Regions from separate parts of the Mus musculus genome. Here region 1 is linked to region 2. The links are chromatin contacts, called in public Hi-C maps. All regions are on one chromosome and are shown on one strand. The core of a region is the stretch at or near the end of the contact, and the rest is flanking DNA. Distances in the headings are between cores, read along the strand shown. Region 1 has its middle 33 kb from the start of Gm46508. Region 2 overlaps Nipbl (NIPBL cohesin loading factor).

Region 1 (3,201 bases), core at 634-3,133, 230 kb after region 2:
TATCAGAAGCATAGTTGGCTGGAACAGGTCGCTTTGGCGTTAGAGGATCTCTTGGGATTGTTTTCTGTTGCCACTTTGAACTATGTCCAAATTTGTATCACAATGTTTTGATGTTTAGAAACAGCTCTTGAATTCCTGGAGGCAAGGAGAATGGAAACATATAAGCCTTCCTGTTAGTCCACCTGTGTGCTCTTGTTAGAGATCAGGGAGCCCTCCCACAAATAACGGATCCTCAAAACTAGCTGCTTTTCTTTTAGTTTTTTTAAAGCCACTCAGGAGTAAAAGCCCCATCACAGACAAGGTCTCAGTATTCACCCCAGACTGGCCTTGAACTCCCCACTCTCTGCCTCAGCCTCCCGTGCCAAGATGACAGCTTTGTACCACCACACCTGGCTTAACCATTGTAAAACGAAAAGCATTCTTGGCAGTTGCCCTCTCAAGTGCCTTACTCCACAGCCAGTCTCCATCTGCTGCAGGCTCACCTACCCCCTCTGGGGGCTGTTGCTCAGTAATCCACCCAGACAGGTTCATGGGGGAAGCTATTCCTCATGAGAGCACATTTGAGACTTTTTGTTTTTGGTTTTTTTTGTACATGGCTGCATGACTGGTAACACGTACTTTGAACATTTTCTATGTCAGGAGTGTTAGAGTTATGACCCCTGATACTGGATGCTGGGAACTTAGCACTTCATTGCTGACATGTTATGGGCTAAGTGTTTCTCCAGGAAATCCCTGGCTTTGCCTACCAGTAGCTTACAGAAGTTCTTTCTGTTCTTTTGCCCACCTGATGTCAAAAGCATCTGGACCCACCCTTCACCAGCATCTCTATCAGCAGGTTAGTCCTCAATATGGGTCTGGAGCCACGTAGATGAAGAAAAAGGGTAGGTTAGTCTACCAGGTCAGGAGCAAGCCCTGCCCCACACCGGCTGTGCTCTTGTGTGCACACACTTGCTGTCTTCCTTGAGATGCTGGAGACTCTTGATGTCCCTTGCTCTCCAGTCTGAGGTGAGCCTCTTGGGTCCAGTTCCTGCGATACCACTTTGGTTGCCTGGAAACCCCTTTCTCCGGTTGAATTGAAGCATAGCTGTAGCACCTGTGATGACCAGGGATTTTCTTCAGTCTTGATTTTCTATTTTTATACGTTGCTGGTCTTTACCCCAGCTTACACACTATCATAGTAGTGGTGTGTGTTGATGCTGAGAAACTCTTTAAATCCTCTGTGGACCAACAGTTGACACACTGAACGTTAGAACACCAATGGTTAATACCCAGCCCCACCCCCAGAGAAAAATTGGAGCAGAACACCAGCTATTTATCTCACTCCAGCACACCAACAGGCTGGAGGGGTGAAGGGGTGACCCAAATGCCATCCACTTCACTATGGCGATCAAGGGCTTCTTGGTTGCCTCGTGAGAAGGGAGGCGCCTTACCCGATGAACTTCACTTTCCAAGCATTACAGATAGGTAAATGGCCCATGAAGCCACGGTGCCAGGATTGAATCTCAGGGGTGGTAGTAGGTGGAAAAATAATCACCACCTGGGACTTTCGTTTTTATTAAGAGAAGAAAATAAACAGGGCTAATTGCATTTCCAGCCTTAGACTATGTTTTCTGATATGAAGGAAAACTATGACATTTTAAACTCGATTGGTGGCATCTAGTGCTCATTCTGGGTGGAGCCTCCTGGGTATATTTATACTGAGAAAGCTTGGAGGGCCCTTCTGGTGGTCTCTCTTAGCTGGCTTCTCTTCTTCCCTGCCTCTCACTGTTTATTTCTCCTTCATACTTCTCCCTTTCCTAATTCTGCATAGAGTTGCCATGTGGGCCCCACTGCTGTGCTAATAATAGTGGTAGCTGCCATTAATCAAGCCAGTACCTCTTGCCAGGCGCTAAGTGGACACCCTGGCTCCGTCAGCTCCCTCACTCTTCAGCACAGCCTTCTTGGAGGATGGGCTTTAATTGCTCCGTTATGTCTTTTGTCAACGCTGCAAATAATAAAATTATTGACATTCTTAATATTTTCATGCTTGGCTTGGTAAATACGATGCTGGCCACTGGGAAAATTAAAAGTGGCAGGCAGACCATGGGGAATTGAGGTTATGTTTCATTATTATTTTAAAAAGTCTTTCCTTGAGTAACGATTACTGGCAGCCAATGAAAGTTCTGGAAGCGGTTGTTTGTTTCACATTGAAATTTAGCCGATTCCCTCTCTGCAGTAAAACAGATACCGGTGAGTAAAAGTAAGAGACAGCCAGGTGCTGAGCTGTGAACTCAACTTCTCCTGGTAGGTTTGGTATTAGTCATCATTGTCAATGCCTGATCACTTGAGAGAGCAAAAGTACCACGGCTCTACACTGAATTCCCCAGCCCCCCCCCTCCCCCCCCAGACGGTCTGCCAGAGCCAGCCTTTGGGATGGAGACAACTGATGCTGGGTTTGGTCTTTTTCTCCTTCCTGGACTGTGCTTTACCTTGGCTTGTACATAGCATTCTCCAAAATTCTGCTTCATAGGTAAAGTTCCGAAGGCTGTTTGCAAAGCCAGGGCTCTGGGGACCCGTGAATGTTCCACAGGAAAGCGACCAGTTGTCACGCAGGAGTACGGAGCCAACTTGCTCAGGCACGGCCCCGAGAGCCTGGCCTTACATCATCTGCGAAGGAGATTTCGTCAGTTGTTCTGCCATAGAGGCTGGAATCCCCAGTGCAATGGGACAGGAGGGGCTGGTAGACTGGGACTTAGGTGACCCTCACCCGTGGGGCAATGAAAGACAGCATCTGAAACCCTCACCCGTGGGGCAATGAAAGACAGCATCTGAAAGTGCAGGATTTAACTGGAATCCCCCCACATCTCTAAGACGACCTCAAAGGGAACCAGATCGAGTCTCTCCGAGGAAAGAGAGCTATTGGAAGATGAGGGTTAGTAGAGAACAGAGAATTGCCAGAAAAGTTTCCTCTTAATTTAATTAACATAAATAGGGTGTGATAGGCACTTTGGTCATTGATATTGTGAGTAATGTGTGTGTGTGTGTGATTCATTTTAAGATGAAAAGCTTCATTATTTTTTGATACGTACTCTAGTGGGCTGAATTACAGTCCTCAAAAACACCAAGTTTTAAACCTTGAGACCTATAAATGTCATTTGTGTGTTGATGGAAAACCACAACTCCCCCCTCAGAGGGCTTTGGGATAGTTTATTCTGGAGCCAA
Region 2 (3,385 bases), core at 303-2,802:
AGATGCCCTGCCAGAGCCTAATACAGACTCGGATGCTTGCACCCAACCACTGGACTGAGCACACGGTCCCCAATGGAGGAGTTAGGGGGAGGACTGAAGGAGCTGAAGGGGTTTGCAACCCCATAGGAAGAACAACAATATCAACCAACTAGACCCCCCAGAGCTCCCAGGGACTAAACCACCAACCAAAGAGTACACATGGAGGGATCCATGGCTCTAGTCCCATATGTAGCAGAGGATGGCCTTATCATCAATGGGAGGAGAGGCCCTTGGTTCTGTGAAGGCTTGATCCCCCAATGAGGAAAATGCTAGGGCGGTGAGGCGGGAGTGAGTGGGTGGGTGGGTGGGTAGGGGAGCACCCTCATAGAAGCCGGGAGAGGGGTGAGATAGGGGACTTGTGGAGGGGAAACCAGGAAGCAGGAATAACATTTAAAATGTAAATAAGTAAAATAATCAATAAAAAAAAAAAAGATCCTCCTTTCTCACCTCCCCCTCCCTCTTATATTTTGGAGGCAGATTCTCAATATCTGCCCTAGCTAACTTTTAACTCAAGAAAGCACTGTCATGCCCACCTTTGACTTACAAACCTTTACAAGAAACTGGCTACTTTGATTTTTGATCATAATATGGCACAGATTTGTACACAGTTCATTAATTAATACATCTTACTGGGACAACAAATGGGATCAGATTCAGATATTTTAGTAAATTTTAGTTAAAGAAATAAGATCAGGGGCTGGTGAGATGGCTCAGTGGGTAAGAGCACCTGACTGCTCTTCCGAAGATCCAGAGTTCAAATCCCAGCAACCACATGGTGGCTCACAGCCATCCATAACAAGATCTGACCCCCTCTTCTGGAGTGTCTGAAGACAGCTACAGTGTACTTACATATAATAATAAATAAATCTTAAAAAAAAAAAAAAGAAATAAGATCAAAGCCTGAAGAAATGGCTTAGCAGTTAAAAACATTGGTTGTTCTTCCAAAAGATCCCATGTTTGATTCCCAGTATTCACATTGACGCTTAAAACGATCTTTAATTCCAGTTCCAAGGGACCTAATTCCCTCTTCTAGTTTCCATGGGCACCAGCCAAATACAAGGTGTACAGACATGCATGTAGGCAAAACATCCATATACATTTAACATCATTAAGAAAATTACCCCTCACCCCCCAAAAAACTTTGAAAGACTACAGACTATGCACAAAACCATCATATATTGCATGCACATAATCTCTCTCTCTCTGATCTAAAGATACCATTCAAGCAAGCCTTTTGTACAATTTTTCTTATTACTGAATCATTCTAATCAGCAAGACATATGTACCTGGTATTAATGTTCCATATTCCCAATGAAACAAAACAAAAACCTGATTCCCCCAATTACTACTTAGTAGTCCTATTTATTTTCACAAGGTTCTTCAGCTGTCTATCCTCATCTCAACTTTTCTTGAACATTTCTATATTCACTCACACCATTTCTCCAAATGCCTCACAACAGTCAGTCATCAAAACGACATTGTTAACTCAATGAACAAGCAAGCCGCAGGCCCTCATCACTTGTCCCAACATTTACAACTGACCATTCTCTTCCTCGTCTCCCAAAACAACAGTACAGACTGTGCATGCTCCCTCCCTCCTCCTGGATTCCTACTTTGCTCCTCTGCATCTTCCTGCCCTCATTCCCCTAGAGATCTCCTTCAGGCTACAGTTTAAAAAACAAACAAATCAGCACTTCTATGCTGCTAACTCCAGTTAGTACGTACAACTCTGATTTCTACACACTTCAACTGCCTATTTTTCGTGTGTGTGTGTGTGTGTGTGTGTGTGTGTTTAAGTGTAAATCTAGAGTGGAGGCTAGATACAGACTTTGAGAACAGTTTGTATAAAACTTTTTAAAAAAGATTTATTTATGTATATGAGCACTGTAGTTGTACAGATGGTTGTGAGCCCATGTGGTTTCTGGGATTTGAACTCAGGACCTTCAGAAGAGCAGTCAGTGAGTGCTTTTACTCACTGAGCCATCTCGCCAGCCCTGTATTAAACTTCAAATATAAATATTTGCAGATCTTTTCTCTGTGCTTTTTGTTCAGCTTTTCATTCTCTCAACTAATGTCTTTGAAGAACTGAATATTAATTTGATGAAGTCTAATTCATCAATCTATTGTTTTATAAGTAGTACTTCTTGGTGTTATAAGAACTTTCTAGTTAATATGAACTTCATATTTAAGTTCATATTCTCTAGTTAATATGAACTTTAATTTAATATCTCCCACTGTTTTTGTATTTTACATAATGTGAGGTATAAAATTAATTTCAGTTTTTCTGTTTTATCTACAAATAAATTATAATCATTTTGACAATTTCTTTCTTTTCTTTTTTGGGGGTTTTTCGAGACAGGGTTTCTCTGTGTAGCCCTGGCTGTCCTGGAACTCACTCTGTAGATCAGGCTGACCTTAAACTCAGAAATTCGCCTGCCTCTGCCTCCCAAGTGCTGGGATTAAAGGCATGCACCACCACGCCAGGCCCATTTTGACAATTTCTGAAAGGTTTACTGAACTACTGATCTATATAAACTGTATACCTACTAATTAGAATACAAATGATATGTTTATAATACTGATTCTTGTGATCTATAATGTATGTAGATCTTGACTAATCTCCATTTTTCTTTAATTGCTCTTACCCATGTTTTCTTTCTTTTTTTATTAGATATTTTCTTTATTTACATTTCAAATGTTATCCCCTTTCCTAGTTTCCCCTCTGAAAATCCCCTATCTCCTCCCCTCCTCCCCAACACACCCACTCCCATTCCCCTATACTGGGGCATAGAGCCTTCACAGGACCAAGGGCCTCTCCTCCCACCGATGGCCACTAGGCCATCCTCTGCTACATATATAGCTAGAGCCACAAGTTCCACCATGTGTTTTCTTTGATTGGTGGTATAGTTCCAAGGAGCTCTGGGGGTACTGGTTAGTTCATATTGATGTTCCTCCTTTGGGGCTTTAAACCCCTTCAGCTCCCTGGGTATTTCTCTGGCTCCTTCATTGGGGACCTTGTGCTCCTTCCAATGGATGACTGTGAGCATCCACTTCTGTATTTGCCAGGCACTGGCAGAGCCTTGCAGGAGACAGCTGTATCAGGCTCCTGTCAGTAGGCTCTTGTTGTTACCCACGTTTTCTACATTCAAGTTTTAACTGTTTTTTTTTTTTTTGTTTTTTTGTGGAGTGGTTATTTGGAAGGCAGAGGAGTGGCAGAAGAACAAAAGCTCAAGGATAACCTGACTACATACCAAGGCCCTGTTTCAGAAAACAAACAAGATCCTCAGGATGTCTCAACAAACACAAGTGCTTGTGGTGCAAACCTGATGACTTGAGTGAGTATGTG

What was found. A called contact is a pair of places that touch in the nucleus more often than the background predicts.
Region 1: a Hi-C map of olfactory sensory neurons shows a contact between it and region 2, with 2.8 times the contacts expected there. The contact joins two enhancer-like sites. A contact is called at or near these places in 1 of 15 datasets of contacts at CTCF or cohesin (pro-B cells), 14 of 484 Hi-C or Micro-C datasets (the 3T3-L1 cell line, B cells, the C10 cell line and 9 more) and 5 of 115 datasets of contacts at active chromatin or transcription factors (acute myeloid leukemia, astrocytes, bone marrow-derived macrophages and 2 more).

What each region holds. Positions count from the first base shown.
Region 1 is chr15:8,613,823-8,617,023 of GRCm38.p6, forward strand. No RefSeq gene overlaps it. Among named protein-coding and RNA genes, the nearest start is that of Gm46508, 33 kb to the left of the region's middle. Within about 2 kb of position 1,884, at least 11 of the 459 cell types and tissues checked have an H3K27ac peak or open chromatin away from gene starts, as enhancers often do. A contact at or near this core is called in olfactory sensory neurons, where this site is marked.
Region 2 is chr15:8,382,974-8,386,358 of GRCm38.p6, forward strand. All of the region lies in intron 1 of Nipbl (NIPBL cohesin loading factor), which reads right to left. Among named protein-coding and RNA genes, the nearest start is that of Nipbl, 60 kb to the right of the region's middle. Within about 2 kb of position 1,553, at least 2 of the 459 cell types and tissues checked have an H3K27ac peak or open chromatin away from gene starts, as enhancers often do. A contact at or near this core is called in olfactory sensory neurons, where this site is marked.